Linked DNA regions of Sus scrofa: region 1 is linked to region 2. Evidence: chromatin contacts called from public HiChIP or PLAC-seq data. All regions are on one chromosome and are shown on one strand. The core of a region is the stretch at or near the end of the contact, and the rest is flanking DNA. Distances in the headings are between cores, read along the strand shown. Region 1 holds the start of SYDE1 (rho GTPase-activating protein SYDE1). Region 2 overlaps BRD4 (bromodomain containing 4).

The links. HiChIP or PLAC-seq counts read pairs in DNA pulled down with a chosen protein or histone mark.
Region 1: an H3K27ac HiChIP or PLAC-seq map of skeletal muscle shows a contact between it and region 2. The contact joins the promoter of SYDE1 here to the enhancer-like site in region 2. A contact is called at or near these places in 5 of 47 Hi-C or Micro-C datasets (fetal heart ventricle, heart right ventricle, liver and 2 more) and 2 of 2 datasets of contacts at active chromatin or transcription factors (alveolar macrophages and skeletal muscle).

What each region holds. Positions count from the first base shown.
Region 1 is chr2:62,449,718-62,456,292 of Sscrofa11.1, forward strand. It overlaps SYDE1 (rho GTPase-activating protein SYDE1), which reads right to left and starts at 4,227. Exons shown (of 8, transcript XM_003123426.4): 1 at 4,013-4,227; 2 at 2,075-2,416; 3 at 1,329-1,973; 4 at 934-1,148; 5 at 161-287. The coding sequence starts at 4,100.
Region 2 is chr2:62,327,010-62,334,262 of Sscrofa11.1, forward strand. BRD4 (bromodomain containing 4) reads left to right here. Exons shown (of 19, transcript NM_001204772.1): 10 at 438-548. Among named protein-coding and RNA genes, the nearest start is that of EPHX3, 18 kb to the right of the region's middle. Within about 2 kb of position 5,527, at least 30 of the 83 cell types and tissues checked have an H3K27ac peak or open chromatin away from gene starts, as enhancers often do. A contact at or near this core is called in alveolar macrophages and skeletal muscle, where this site is marked.

The sequences.
Region 1 (6,575 bases), core at 2,977-5,476, 120 kb after region 2:
GGTTCAGCTGGGGCTGGGAGTGGGGAAAGAGGAGGAGGATGGATGCAGGAAGGTGAAAACAAGGCTAAAATAAGGGGTGAAGTCCCAGAAGGACCACGGGGACTGCCTTGAGGTGAGGATTGAATGTGGAGCAGGCAGGAGAGAGAAGGGGCATGCTGACCAGTGATGACATTGATATCAGGGTACAGGTCCTCAGAGAGGCAGACAGCTGTACTGTCCCGCTCAAAGGCATCTCGAAGCTCTTTCTTCACAGCTGCTGAGCCGCACAGACGGTATAGCCCCACTACCTGGGGGTAGGAGCAGATAGGAGATGTCTTATCAGGGCCACAGACTGATCAGGGCCCTATGGGGTGAGGGCCAGAGGTCTAGGTCAGTGTGGCAATGGACTGAGAGATTGGGGGCTGGCTTCACTGACTACCTTCCTGGTACTCTGACACCTGTCATGGGGGACCTACATGGCTGCCTGGACAACCTGGCCCTGTAAATCCTCTGGATGACTTGTCCTGGCACCCACACCCACTTTGACTCAGGAAACTGACTCCTTTTCAGCTTACTTGTCACCTCCTCTGGAAAGCCCTCCCTGACTACCCCAAACAGCAGGTCAGGCCCTGCTTTAAGCTTTCCCAGCTTCTTCACTCTTATCCCAGACACAGTTTTACATGTGTGATTTACTGGAGTCATATGTTTTTCCCCATCAGGCTCAGAGCTGCAGAAGGGCTGGAATCCTGTATTACTAAATGAACAGATGACCCATGAATTATGGGCTAGGTGCTAGGGTCTGGGGCAAAGGGAGGCTGCTGCCCTTGTCTAGGCTGGGACTGGAGCTAGGAGTTCCCCAGATGGGGTAGGGTGAAGCCCGGCTTTTGTACCCTGGGTGTTCTGGGAGGGGGTGGGTGGGTTTGGGGGCTAGTTAGGGTGGGGTGAGAGGCTTACCCTCAGCCCTCGGCGCTCGATCTGCCCGACACACTTCTGGATGATAAGGGGCACCTGGCCTGGGGACTGCTCCCGCTCCACCAGCAGTGGTAAGGGCAACCCGAAAACACGGGGCTCAGCTGTGCTTGGTGCTTCATGTTGCTCTGACAGGGTCAGCTTGGCATATAGCAGTCCTTGGGGCTCCAGGCGCACGGCCAGCTGCTGGGCCTGGCATCCTGAAGACAGAAGGGGGCCTCCTAAATGGGGTGTGCCACCACAGGCTCCTGTGCCCTAGCCCCCTATTTCAAGCCACGCCCCTACCCTGGGCTTAGTACCCTGGGCTCTCTGGGGGAAGGAGGGAGCCCTGAGCTGGATCCTGAGCCCTACCCCTCCTCCCTTGCAGCCATTCGTCCTACCTCGGAAAACTGTGGGCAGCAGCACAGTGCCCTGGGCGCAGGGCCTGTGCCGCCGAACGCCTGGGTCCCATGCCAACACCAGGGCCCGCAGCAGCCGGGCAGCCTCGAGTTCAAGGTGGAAGGTGTGGTCCAAACGCAGGAAGTCTGGCCCCCCACGCAGCGGCCCCGTTCGGGCCCGCGCCACCCCATCCACCTGCAGCAGGCAGCAGAGGTCTCGTGGAGTGGCCCCAGGTGCTGGCCGTAGCCCCCCCAGCCCGTACAGGTGCAGGCTGAGGCGGCCCCAGAGTGCAGCCGGGGGCGACCGGGCTGATGGGCCCACCTCATAGGGGCGGAAGGCAGTGGGTGATGGGGGCCCTGCTGGGCGCTCGGGTGAGTCGCCATCACTGAGGTAACCAGCCCTCAGGCCCCGTGCGCCCTCAGCCACTGCCGCCCGCCCCGGGGTTCCTACGCTGCTATCCAGGTGGTAACGGCTGATGACTGAGCCCTCTGGGGCGGCCCGCTCACGCTCTCGGCCAGCCCGGGTGCTCCGCAGGCTCAGGCGGCGCCGCAACTCGGGCAGCTTCTTCATCTTCATTGAGAGGCGCCTGGCTGGGCCAGGAGACTTGGTGCGGGAGGCTTTGGTTGGGGGACTGGCAGGGGCTGTGCCTGTGGGGAAGGCAGAACTCAGGCTCCAGAAATCTGAGTTTGGGATGGGGGTGGGGCTAGTAGCCATCTTAGGGGTTCCAGGGTATGAGGCTTGTGCTCACCTGGGGAAGTCAGGCTCTCTGGCTCAGCTGAGCCTGGCTGCAGCCCTGGGGGCTCAGCTGTCGGAGGTCTGGGGTCCTCTTCAGGGATGGGGTTGTACCAGATCTCACCAGCAGGCTCTCCACTGCCAGGTGCCCCAGGCCCCAAAGCAGCCTCCTCCGGTGGTTTGGCCCCACCCAGCACCCATCGGCGGCTGCTGGGCTCCAGGCTCTGCAGGTAGGCACCCCGAGCCGGGCTACGAGATTCTTCGGGGCTGGGAGGCCCCTCTGCTCCAGGCTGGGATCCTTCCAGGGCCTGGGGCTCTGGCTCTGGAGGGCTAGGCTCCTGGCGCTGGGCTGGGCGGCCTGGTAAAGTGCAAAGGAAATGAGACCCAGCCTCCCACTGTCCCCAGAATAGCCCCAGTCCAGGGCTCTTCTCCCAGCAGGGGCTGGGGCTGGGGTGCACTCAGCTCTGACAGTCTATACATTCATTTAGAATGGGTGGCAACAGGCCAGCAATCTCATTACCAGCTTAGAGCTGCACACTACCCCCCATCCCAAAAAGGACTCTGTCCCTCTGCCCTCCAGCCTCAGCGGTCCAGTGGGGTTTCTTTGTGCTTGGGTTCTGCATTCCCCAGTCTGCTTCCCCTTGCCTCTCATTAACTCTGGCATGGAGGTCTGCCCCATCCCTTCTTGCTGGGTGGCTTTGGGTAAGTCACTTTCGATCTCTGAGCCTCAGTGTCTCCTCCTGTGAAATGCAGGGATTTGTTGCTCCCTTCAGGGAGGCTTTGGGGAGCTCAGCATGGGAAGCATTTCCCAGGCACTCACATCTTGGTCAAACCCATAGTCCACAGTGGACGCTGGCTAGCTTGCTTGGAAGACAAGAGCAGGCATAAGAGCAAGAGTGCCTGCTGTGTTTTCCCTTACTTGCAGCATGTCACTCCCCAACTCCTTGCTTGTGTTCCAAACTCTGCCTGCATTTTGGAGCGGGTCCTGTCTCTCAGCCCAGGCCAGGCCTCCATGGTCAATGCCTTGACCTCCCTCCCCCCTCATCTTCCCCTTTCTGACATCTCGAGCTGTTTCCTGTGTTTTTCTGTGCGTGGGCACCCCTGTCCCTTTGCTCTGGGAACCTTGGGAATCTTTGGGAAGGGCTGGGGGGGAGGTCAGATCCATGCAGTCCTCTGCACCCCCTCCTTTAACTCCTTCCTTCCTGGGACTTCCTGTCTGACACAGCTCCCATTTCTTTAAGGTCTTGCCTGTGGACTCCCTCCTCTGGTCACTTCAGATTTCTATTCCCCAGGACTCAGCCTTGGAGGTTTCATTTAGTAGCATAGTCCAAAGAGCTGTTAAATCACTTCACTGGCACTGGTAAATTACTCAACCTCTCTGTGCCACAGTTTCCCCATCTGTATAAAGGGGACAGTTTCCTGGGGCTGCCTTAGGTGGGTTCAGCTGCAGTCACTGGTTAATAGGTCGCGGGGGGCGGGGGCGGTTGGGGGAGGACGGTGGTAGGGGGTGGCCACCATGCTTGATGAACCGCCTCTCTCCCTCCTCTGCAAGAGTATGCCTGGCAACCCTATACCAGGTCTCTAGGGCTCAGGGTATTCCCTGCTTGACTTGACTAAACCCCAGTTTCTCAGCCTCCCACCTCCTCCTCCCCTCCACTCTCCAGGCGCTCCGCCTCGGCCCCATTTCCTGTCAGGGGTGAGGCCCCCTCCAGGGCCTCCCAAGGAGCACGCAGCGCTGGCATCCCTGGCCAGGCGCACATAACGGTCCGCGCCCCCTCTCCCCCCAGCCCGTTACTTCCAGGACCCCTGCTTACCCCGGCCCCCAACCCCGGCCCGCAGGGGGCTCCGCTGGGCTTCCCCAGTCCCCTCAGTGGTCCCTCCTTGGGGCCTCGGGACACCCCCTCCCAGGCCAGATGGGGTCTGGCGCCCCTTCTTCTCCACCTTCCCCTCTCACCGCGCTCCTTCGCGTCCGACTTTTTCCGGGGAAGTTTCTCCCGGCCCCGAAGGCGGGAGAAGGTTTTCCTGAGCAGCGGCTCGGCCATGCTGGGGCCCGGGCCGGGCGGAGTGCGCGCCCCGGGCTCGGGCCGCGCCGCCCCCCGCCCTCCCCGCCCCGCCTGGGCCTCCCCGCCCGCCCCCAGTCCAGCGGCAGCAGGAAGCGCATTCCGGGAATGCTTGGCCCCAATTTTTTTTTTTTTCTTTCCCCTTCCCGCGGCCTGAGCGGGCGATGCTGGGATATGTAGTCAGTCGCCTGGGGCCGAGAGGGGAGTGAATGGGGGCTCTGTGCTGCCTCCTGGGCTCCAACTGAATATTGTAGAGCAGGACCAGGCCCTCATCTTTCCTCGTATCCATCTTCTGTTGATGACCGCCTACAGCAAGTTCTCTTGGGTTTATTACAAAATTCATCGGGCACTTATCCCTTTTCTTTCCCCCCATCCACTGTTCTAGCCTGGTGCAAGCCCTAGGCACCTCTCAGTTTTTGAAGACATGGCCATTTCCTTAGTTTCCTGATGCCATTGCGGTGCCTGTCTCCTCCACCCAGTTCTCCTCCCCTCAACCGGCCCCCGGCAATTCCAATTACTGCTGCTGTTTAACAAACCATCCCAAAACTTAGTGGTGTGAAACAGAGTTTCATGATGCTCACACATGCTGTGGGTCAGAAATGTGAGCTAACATTGTTTCTATTCAGTTGGAAAGATTTTGAGGTTTAGGGGGTTACTCAACAAGTGAGGGTCCAGAATCACCTGGAAAAATGTTCACTTACAGATCTTGCAATTGATGCCAGGTGTGGGCTGGACCTCTATAGGGGTTGTGGAATAGGGCACCTACACATGCTTCTCCATGTGAATTGGGGGCTTCGAGCAGCTCAATAGTCAAGAGTATTTGGGCTTCTTGCTTATCTACCGAAGCTTCAAAAATGAACAAGGCAGGGAGTTCCTGTCGTGGCGCAGTGGAAGTGAATCCGACTAGAATCCATGAGGTTGTGGGTTTGATTGCTGGTCTTGCTTAGTGGGTTAAGGATCCGGAGTTGCCATGAGTTGTGGTGTAGGTCGCAGATGGGGCTTGGATCTGGCCTTGCTGTGGCTCTGGCGTAGGCCGGCAGCTATAGCTCTGATTAGACCCCTGGTCTGGGAACCTCCATTTGCTGTGCGTGTGGTCCTAAAAAAAAAAAAAAAAAAAAAAAAAAAAAAAAAAAAAAGAACAAGGCAGGAAGTCCCTGGTGGTGCAGTGGATTAAGGATCTGGCTTTGTCACTGCTGTGGCTCTGGTCACTGCTATGACTGGTCACTGCTGTGATGTGTGTTCCATCCCTGACCCAGGAACTTCTGCATGCCACAGGCAAGGCAGAAAAAAATCCAAAATGAACAAGACATTACCTTTGCTGAATCAGCTTTGAGTGCCAAACTGTGTTACTTCTCGCACCAGATTCAAGGAGAGGGGTCATAGGCTGCACCTCTCTCAGTGGGCTATGTGTCAATGTGACCTTGTAACATTCTTGTGTGAGAGAATGTGGGATGGCAGATATTATTGTAGCCATTTGGAAAATTTAACTTGCCTCACTTGTATATTCCAATCTCCATGCAATATTCAGAGTGGACTTAAAAACCTGAACTCAGATCATGGCACATCCATGCCGAACAGTCTTCCTATAATTGCTCACCCCACCTAAAATAAAATCTAGATTCCTATAAATAAAATCCAGTCCCAACAAGACTTCTGGCCTTGTCTCCTTTGTTGTCCCTGTCACTCACCATGACCTCATCTCTGGTTCTCCTTCATATCAAATTATTTCTGCCCCAGGCTCTTTGTACATGCAGTGCCTTCATGTGGCCAGGGATCAAACCCACATCCTCATGGGTGCTAGTTGGGTTCACTAACCACTGAGCCACAACGGGAACTCCTCAATATTTATTTTTTGGTAAACCCTTTTGACAGGGTTTCTGTACTTTTCCTGTTGCATTTATTTGGTTACATGCAGCTCATTTAATTCACCATTGGCTATGATTTTTTCCCAGCAATCAGAAACTCTAGATAAGCATAGGCCAGCAGCTGTAGTTCCAATTTGACCTCTAGCCTGGGAACTTCTATATGCCACAAGTGCAGCCTAAAAAGCAAAAGCAAAAAAAAAAAAAAAAAAAAAAAAAAAAAAAAAAAAATTCTTGATAAGTGAGAACAAATGATCTGCTGGCTGTATATAATGAAATGATTATGAATGCTAAATTTCACACTTGGTGAAGTTTGTAAATTATTCATCTGGATTTTACTAATCACCATTTGGATTTTGGAGTGTGTGTGTATGTCTTCTTTCCTCCAAATGTTTACATAATTGGCTAATGTGCTATGCTTATGAATAAGCACAGCCTCCAGGAGATACAGGATTTTGTTGAAATTCAGGTAGATGGTGCATGTCGTGTTTGAGTAGAGCTCTACATCCTCTTGGCAGACAATGGAAGTTGGCAGATAAGTAAGTGCCCTAATTTCCTTACCCCTCAGATGGTATCAGTGAGGTATGTGTTCCAC
Region 2 (7,253 bases), core at 4,277-6,776:
GGGTCCTTTGGCCCCTCTCTCTCTGGCACGTTGCCAGTGGCACTAGCCTCAGTCTGCACACTGAGGTGCTAGGATATCCCTTGGGGCTCTTTCCTTGTCTTGCTTTGTCTCCCTCATGTTCCCTTTAGATCATCTCTCCTCACTGCCAGAGAAGTAACAAGAGAGCATAAGCCCATCAGTTCCTTATATTAATCCTGCCCTGGTCTCTTAATCCTCAGTGAGTCCTGCAGAGGGGTATTTTGAGAGGTTGGAAGGGCCTTGAAAGTCCAGTTTAAGTCAAGGTTTTGACTGGCAAGTGTGGTAGGGCTAGTAGCTTACCATTGGGAAGTGTGGGACTGGTCAGGGTCTGGAACAATTGCAGCTGGCCATTTGGAGCATCCCTCTGGCTTGTGGGATTCTGGGCATTGCTTGACTCTGTCCCTGTTGCTTTATTGCAGCTGAGAAAGTTGACGTGATTGCTGGCTCCTCCAAGATGAAGGGCTTCTCATCCTCAGAGTCAGAAAGCACCAGCGAGTCCAGCTCCTCTGACAGCGAAGACTCTGAAACAGGTTAGGTGTCATTAACTTGGAGTCTAGTTGCACTCCTGCCTGTGCTCAGTCTTGCATCCAGGCTGCTAGAGACCAGAGATGGTAGTCATGAGAACCTGCTGGGCCCTCCCATCTACCTGGCCATCATGTTAACCTCTAACAGAGGAGGGAGGATGTGGGTGGATAGCCCTGCACTTTGTACCCCCATGGCCTGGGTTGCGGGGAGGACAGGTGGGCCAGGGGTATTGGCACTGCAGAGCCCTGGAAAACAAAGTAGGGGCAGATGATGGAATTAACCTTGATGTGACCTGGCAGGCTTCACAATCTTCCGTGTCACAGTTGCATGCAGCACAGCCCTTCCAGGTGATGTGCTTTGGCAGGTGTGGAACAGTCTGCTTTTAGCCCTGCTGTCCCCAGGGCTTGGGGCACTGCCACCTCCGCAGAGTGTGCTTACTGCTGCCTTGGCTGCTCCTAACTGCACGCACTTAGACTTGCGTGTCCAGTACCTCTAACAGTTCTTTTCTCCATGCTCCATGGGCCTGCACGCGTACCCCCTGGTGTGCCTGAGCAACAGCTTCGACATGGGAGGTAGAAGCAGGTGGAGATGCTGAGTGCTGTGTGGTGGGGAAGGGGACCTTTCCTCCAAATAAAGCTTTCCTGATTATTCTCAGGGGAGTAGATGCTCAGATTGCCCAGAGGAGAGACTAGGGAAGAAGCCTGGTGACCAGCTTTGTTCTGTGAGGCAAAATTGGCCTTCTCTGTCTGGGCAAGCAAGGTTGTCCCTGGGCAGGCCCAGCTCCATCAGTTCAGCAGGCAGGCTGCAGTGTGCATATTCACAGTGGGAAACATGTTTGGGCAATGAAGACTCCTGGCATTTTTTTTCATGTACCTATCCCATCTCTGATATTTTATTCTTACTGAAAATAAACAATAAGCTCCACTTAAGGGAGTTCCCCTATGGCGCATCAGGTTAAGGATCCAGCATTGTCACTTCAAGCGGCTCCAGTCCTTGACTTGGGAACTTGCCCATGCTGCGGGCACGGCTGAAGAAAACCCAAAACAACAAAACAAAAAGTGAAAAGAAAAATAAACATTAAAAAACAGTATGTTCCACTTAATCTTTTCACATAAATAATGTGACCTGGTGATGCGAAGAAAGTTTGAGGATCACTTAGAGCAGTTGGAAAGAGCGGTGCTGCTCTGGTGTGTGGGTCCACAGGTCCTTGTGTGGGCTCAACCCAGCTCTGTCCAGGGAAGCTGAGGATAAGAAGGCCTCTGGGCCTTGTCCCTGTTCCTCTTCCCCTTTATAAATAAGGACACCAAACTTCCCAAATGAGTGGGGGGCTCACCATGAGGTGGATAAGGGCTTCTCTGGGATGCCAAATGCTCATTTTTTTGGGTCAGAGTGATAAATTCTTTAAGTATGTTCTGTAAATTGTATGCAGAGACTGCTGTGGGTAGTTTGCTGGCTGCCTTTGTCTCCATCCTTCACCTTTTTTCTTCCTCACTAGGACCCACTTCCATTGCTTTTATTAAAAAAAAAAAAAAAAATCAGTTCCACTCATGGCTCAGCGGAAACTAATCTGACTAGTATCCGTGAGGATGCAGGTTCTACCCATGGCTTCTGTGGGTTAAGGATCCAGCATTGCCATGAGCTGTGGTGTAGGTCGAAGATGCGTCTCAGATCTGGCATTGCTGTGACTGTGGCGTAGGCCAGCAGGTACAGCTCGGATTCAACCCCTAGCCTGAGAAACCTCCATGTGCTGCGAGTGCAGCGCTAAAAAGACCACACACACAAAAAAAATCAGCTGACCAGCAGGGGGTGCTGCACCCCTGCACTTGCTCAAGCAGAGCTGGTCCCAGGCCAGGGCCCACCACCCTCAGCAGGGTGAATGGCCATGTTCTTGGATCCAATTAGCATTCCTGATGGCTGCTAACTTCTCTTTTTCATTGCCTGCCAGGACTTGGGTTTGCTTTTGCCTCTGGAGTTTTGTACCTCCTGAGTTTTTTATCGAGCTTCTCCTACCAGGTTTCGCAGCCTTTTTTCCTAAGATCTGAGCAACCAAAAAAAACCCCCAAAGTTGAAATTGGCAAAGGACCTGATTGTCAAAAGAACGTGGCTTGGTCCCGTCCAGTGTGGCACCTTACAGGGTTATGATCATCACATCCTGATGTCTCAATTGCAAACTGTGACTGTGGCCTTTGTCCTTGGCCCCTGAGCTTTTCAGGGTACATTTGCAGTAACACTCCTATGCTTCTGAGTGCCCTACATGCTGCCTGCTGTGGAGCGACCATAACAGCATTTCTAACAGGTCTTTGCTGCTGCCGAGATTTTTTTTTTTCACATTTTTCCCCCTTTTAAAGAAATGGAAAGATTGTGCAACAAGTAATCTGAGAGTCCTGGGAACAGCTGTCCTGGCGGGAAAGAGGGCGAGATTTACAGTCTTGGAGCCGCCAGCCTACAGGCTCCCAGGCTCCAGAAATCCAGCCCTGGCGGCTCCCTTGGCTGCACTAGCTCCTTTTCCTTCCCAGGCATTCTCCCCACCTTGGGTTTTTTGAGGCTCTCCTTGGTTTTTGTGGTCCTGACTTTTCCTTTGCCATCCATGTGCGCTGGAGAGCTCTGTCTGGGCCAGCTGAGAGCTTTTACCCACACTATAGGTTTGTGCCCTGCAGCTCAGACAGTTCAGGTGCCAAAGTGGGAGCCTGTGCCCCATTTCCACTGAATGTAGCAATCTGCTGTCCCGTTCTGCACAGGAAACTGCAGTTGCTCTCAAGGCATCTCCTCCAGCAGCTGCTCTTGCTGGGACCAGTTCTAGGTGGTTCTGCCTTGGGGGGATGGGGCTTGGCGGGGGGCATTGAAGGTGTTTCTCTTGGTCTTTGGGGGCTTGTTTTGCTCTCCTTGTTCTTATTCTCCATTTGGATTAGAGCTGAAATTCCTATAAGGGCCTATTTTGTCTTTTCTGCCAACACAGCCTAAAGACATGAATCACCAAAAGAATAGAGGCACTAAATTGGGGCTAAGGTAGTGGTACACAGACTCCTCTCTGGCCACTGTCCATAGCAAGGATGCCACCAACTTGTTAGAACATGGGCAGGTCCTTGGGCTGAAGCAGTGGTCTGCAGACTAGGGCGGGGGGGTGTTTCTTTTCCCAACTCTGCCTCAGACCACCATGTATTCTTCCTCCTGCCCAGTAGCATGCAGCACTGTTGGCCAGTCCCATCACATCTTCTGAACCCAGCTGTTACTTGGGTCGTAGTCTTCCATTGGGCTTTGATCCTAGCTAAATTTTGGATCTACTTGAAGGTTCAGTATTTGAATGGGGGTTGCTGGTACTAGTGCCACCATCCCACTGCTGCTGAGCCATCTTAAGCTTTCACCCCATCACATTGCTGATGTCTGACTCTTCCAAAATGCTACCCACAGGTCTTTTGGGGGCCAGGGGTGGACACACACAGCTCCTGTCCCTCTCAGGAGTGGCCCTAGCCTGGGCTGGGACCAGGAGTTCAGGGAAGTATGGGGTTATTCTCTTGGACTTGGTCCTAGTCTTCTAGTTGCAGAGGGAGTGCACTCCATCTATTTTTGTCTCCTGGTTTCCTTTTCCCAGGATCGGAGCATGTGGGTGTTTCTTAATAGCTCCAGGGGGAAAAGGAATGCTTGATGTTTTGGAAAGATTTGAGCTGGAAAGTGCAGACAGAGGCCGTGGGGCATTCTTCCCAGACAACCAGCCTCAGCTTCCGATCCCCGGGGTCTTGGGAGGACTTGATTCCATTCCCAATTTGGGGCCTGCTGCTGCTGTTCCAAGGGTGTGACAGTTGCTCTTGGGAAGGGGGTAAGTCCCCTGGCAGGGGTTGGGGTGAGAAGAGAACTGGAGGGACACAGCCTAGCTGGTCTGCCTGCACCGCCAGGTAACCCCTCACCACTCACAGGGGTTGTAGCTGGAGGGAATCTGGTGCTCATGGGTGAAGGCAAGCCTTGTGGAATGTGCCCTGAATGAGAGGCCATCTGGTGAGCGGGTTTTTCCCATACACACCCTTGGAGTCCATGGGAGTGCAGTGTTGGTTGCATCCTCTCCAACAGAAGGTCTGCTTTGCTATGTGGTTGGAAACAAGCCCCATGCCCCTTCCCCAGTCAAGAGGAGCTGCAGAAAAAAGAAAGGACAACTTTCTTCCTGAACTTGTTTTTATTTTTTGTTCTACTCAACAGTTTATGTAACCAGCTCCTCTTTTTATAATTTTCTGTGTTTGTTTTTTGGGGTCTGAAGGAATGCAGGTGAGGCTGTAAGCTAGAGGTCCTGCACTCCAGAGCCCCTTTCTTGAGGTTTCTTATCTCCACCAAGCCCTGAGGAAAAGTCAGCATCACCTCTCTGAGATAGACATGGTGCAGAAAAGCAGACTCTGGGAGGATAATCTCAGCATCAGTGGATGCCAAATGGGCCTGACACACCAGTTCTTCAGAAGTGATGGCAAGAAGGATAGACAGGGGAGCCTCTTAGGTGCAAAGACCAGAAAAGAAGGCACCAGCCTGCACTTGGCACACATGGAACTCATTAGAAGCAGTTCTGTCTAGAAGCATAAACAGGCTCAGGCAGTTCTGGAGCTATTTACGCCTGCTGGATCCGAGGCTCTTCCAAGGGGAAGGTGGGTCTGTCCCCACCCACAGCTGTTTAGGCAGGGGGCGGAACTCCTAGTCTGCGGTGCTGTTCTCTGAGCCCTGACAGCAAGCAGGGAAGAGGAGGCTGACTCAGTCTGTGGTTCTTCTGTTCTTATGACTTGAATGGTACATTCCACACCATTTCTCTCACACTGGTTTCTCTCTTCCTCTATGTAGGTCCTGCCTAATCATTGGACACGGACTCTTAATAAAACGGTCTTCAGTTCCAGATTCCTTCCCAGCAAGCTATAGCTTAAGTCCATTTTCTTCCGTGAAAGGGACAGGACTCCATCAAGTTATGGAATTCCTCAGAGCCCTGGGCCTGTCCCCTGGGGTGGATTAGTCATGCCCAGCAGCTCACGCCTAGTCCCGCCTCCGGGAAGGCTGCCTGCCTGGCTGTTCACCCGGGCCTCCTGTGTAAAGACTGCCTGGCGGTCCTGCCCAGCCTCCCTGGTCGTCTGGGATCCTTTGGTGGGGTGGCATCTCCCAAAGGGTGATGACAGTCCCCCTGCACACACATACATGTGGTGCTGCTCTGTGTGCAAGGACCCATCACAAATATGTTTTCTCTCTTCACCCCTCCGTCTTTTTCTGGGACTCTGGATCCTAACTGCTTCTCTCCTGGACCTTGCAATGATACTAGCCCAGGGAAGATCTCACTCAGCCTAAGGAAGAACACCCTGATATCTAGAGCTTTCCGAAGTGAGAAATGGGGTTTTAGAGACGAGGCCAGCTGGGCCGCAAGGCTCACTGGGGCTGACCCCCAGTAAACCTTTGCTCTGGTGGCCCATGAGGCTCCATTAGCTGGATCCTGTCATCAGCCACAGCTGACCCACAGTTCCCCTGCAGTCTTTCTTCTGTTTTCATTGTTCCTGTTGTTGTCTGTTGGGCATTTTCCCAACTTCTTTTGGCCTCTTCTCCTAAAGTCACATAGGGAAAGTACCTCCTAGGCTGCCTCCCCATTCCTCCCAGGTAATTAGAAGCAGGCTACAGTGGGCAGGAGTTGCCAGGCCATCAGTGATGGGTATCCTGGGAGTAGTGGCCATGCAGCCAGCTGACCTGGCTCCTGTAGCCCATCATCCCTTTCCCCAGTGGAGTTGGGATCTGGGCCTAGTGTGAAAGAAAGGGCTCTCAAAACCCACAATAGCAGATCAGTCACTATGGGCGGCAGAGCCTTTGAGGCCTGTTCTGTGCACATCTCTGAGGTGCATTGCCAGTGCAAGTACCCTCCTAAATGATGGCAACCACTGGGAGTGTGGCAGGTCAGGGTGGCCACATCATCCAAGCCCTCTGAGAGGTACTGAATATGTGTTTTGGGGGGAGTTTTTTGGGGTTTTTGTTTTTTTTTTTTTCCTACTCTCTCTCTCTCTCTCTCTCCCTCCCTCCCTCCCTCTCTCTCTCTCTCTCTCTCTCTCTCTCTCTCTCTCTCTCTCTCTCTCTCTCTCTCTCAAAATAAGTATTGGCCCTTTTTTGGTCATGAATCCAGCATCTCAGCAGAAAATTGCCTGACATGAAAAGTCCCCTAAGAAATAGCATCTGCGTTTCAAAGAGCTTTTTTGTTTTAAGTGTAGTTTGTGTGTACTTCTTTAAAGCCTAGCTGTCTCCTGGCATCTTGGAGTCTGCTTTCTTTTGAAGCTAGAAGCAGCCTTGAGGAGGTGCAGCTGGCCACCACCTGTGCAGAAACCCTGGCACTCCTCTCAGCTCCTTAAGGCCTTGGGCCCAAGCAGCTCTAACTTCCCTAGACTGGCCTTGGCCTTGGGTTCTAGATTCAGCCTTCCCAGAGCCTCCAGGGCCCTGCAGTGATACTTAAAAGTTCCTAGGCTGCTCCCTGGTCCTCTGTCCTGTTAGCTTCCAGTCAAACTCCATTTGCCAAACAAATTATTTTGAGCTGCCCTTTGGCCTGTGTTTTATGGGTTCCCAGTACAGCTCGGCCTGTCTAGGGCCAGGGGGCTTTATGCCTAGAGATTCCCACAGGACAGTTGGGAAGCCGCTGGCATTGTCTTTCTGGGAAGATTCTGCTGTCTTGGAACAGATGGCAGGCTAGATTCCCACAGTGTTGGCCTGTGTGCTGCCCC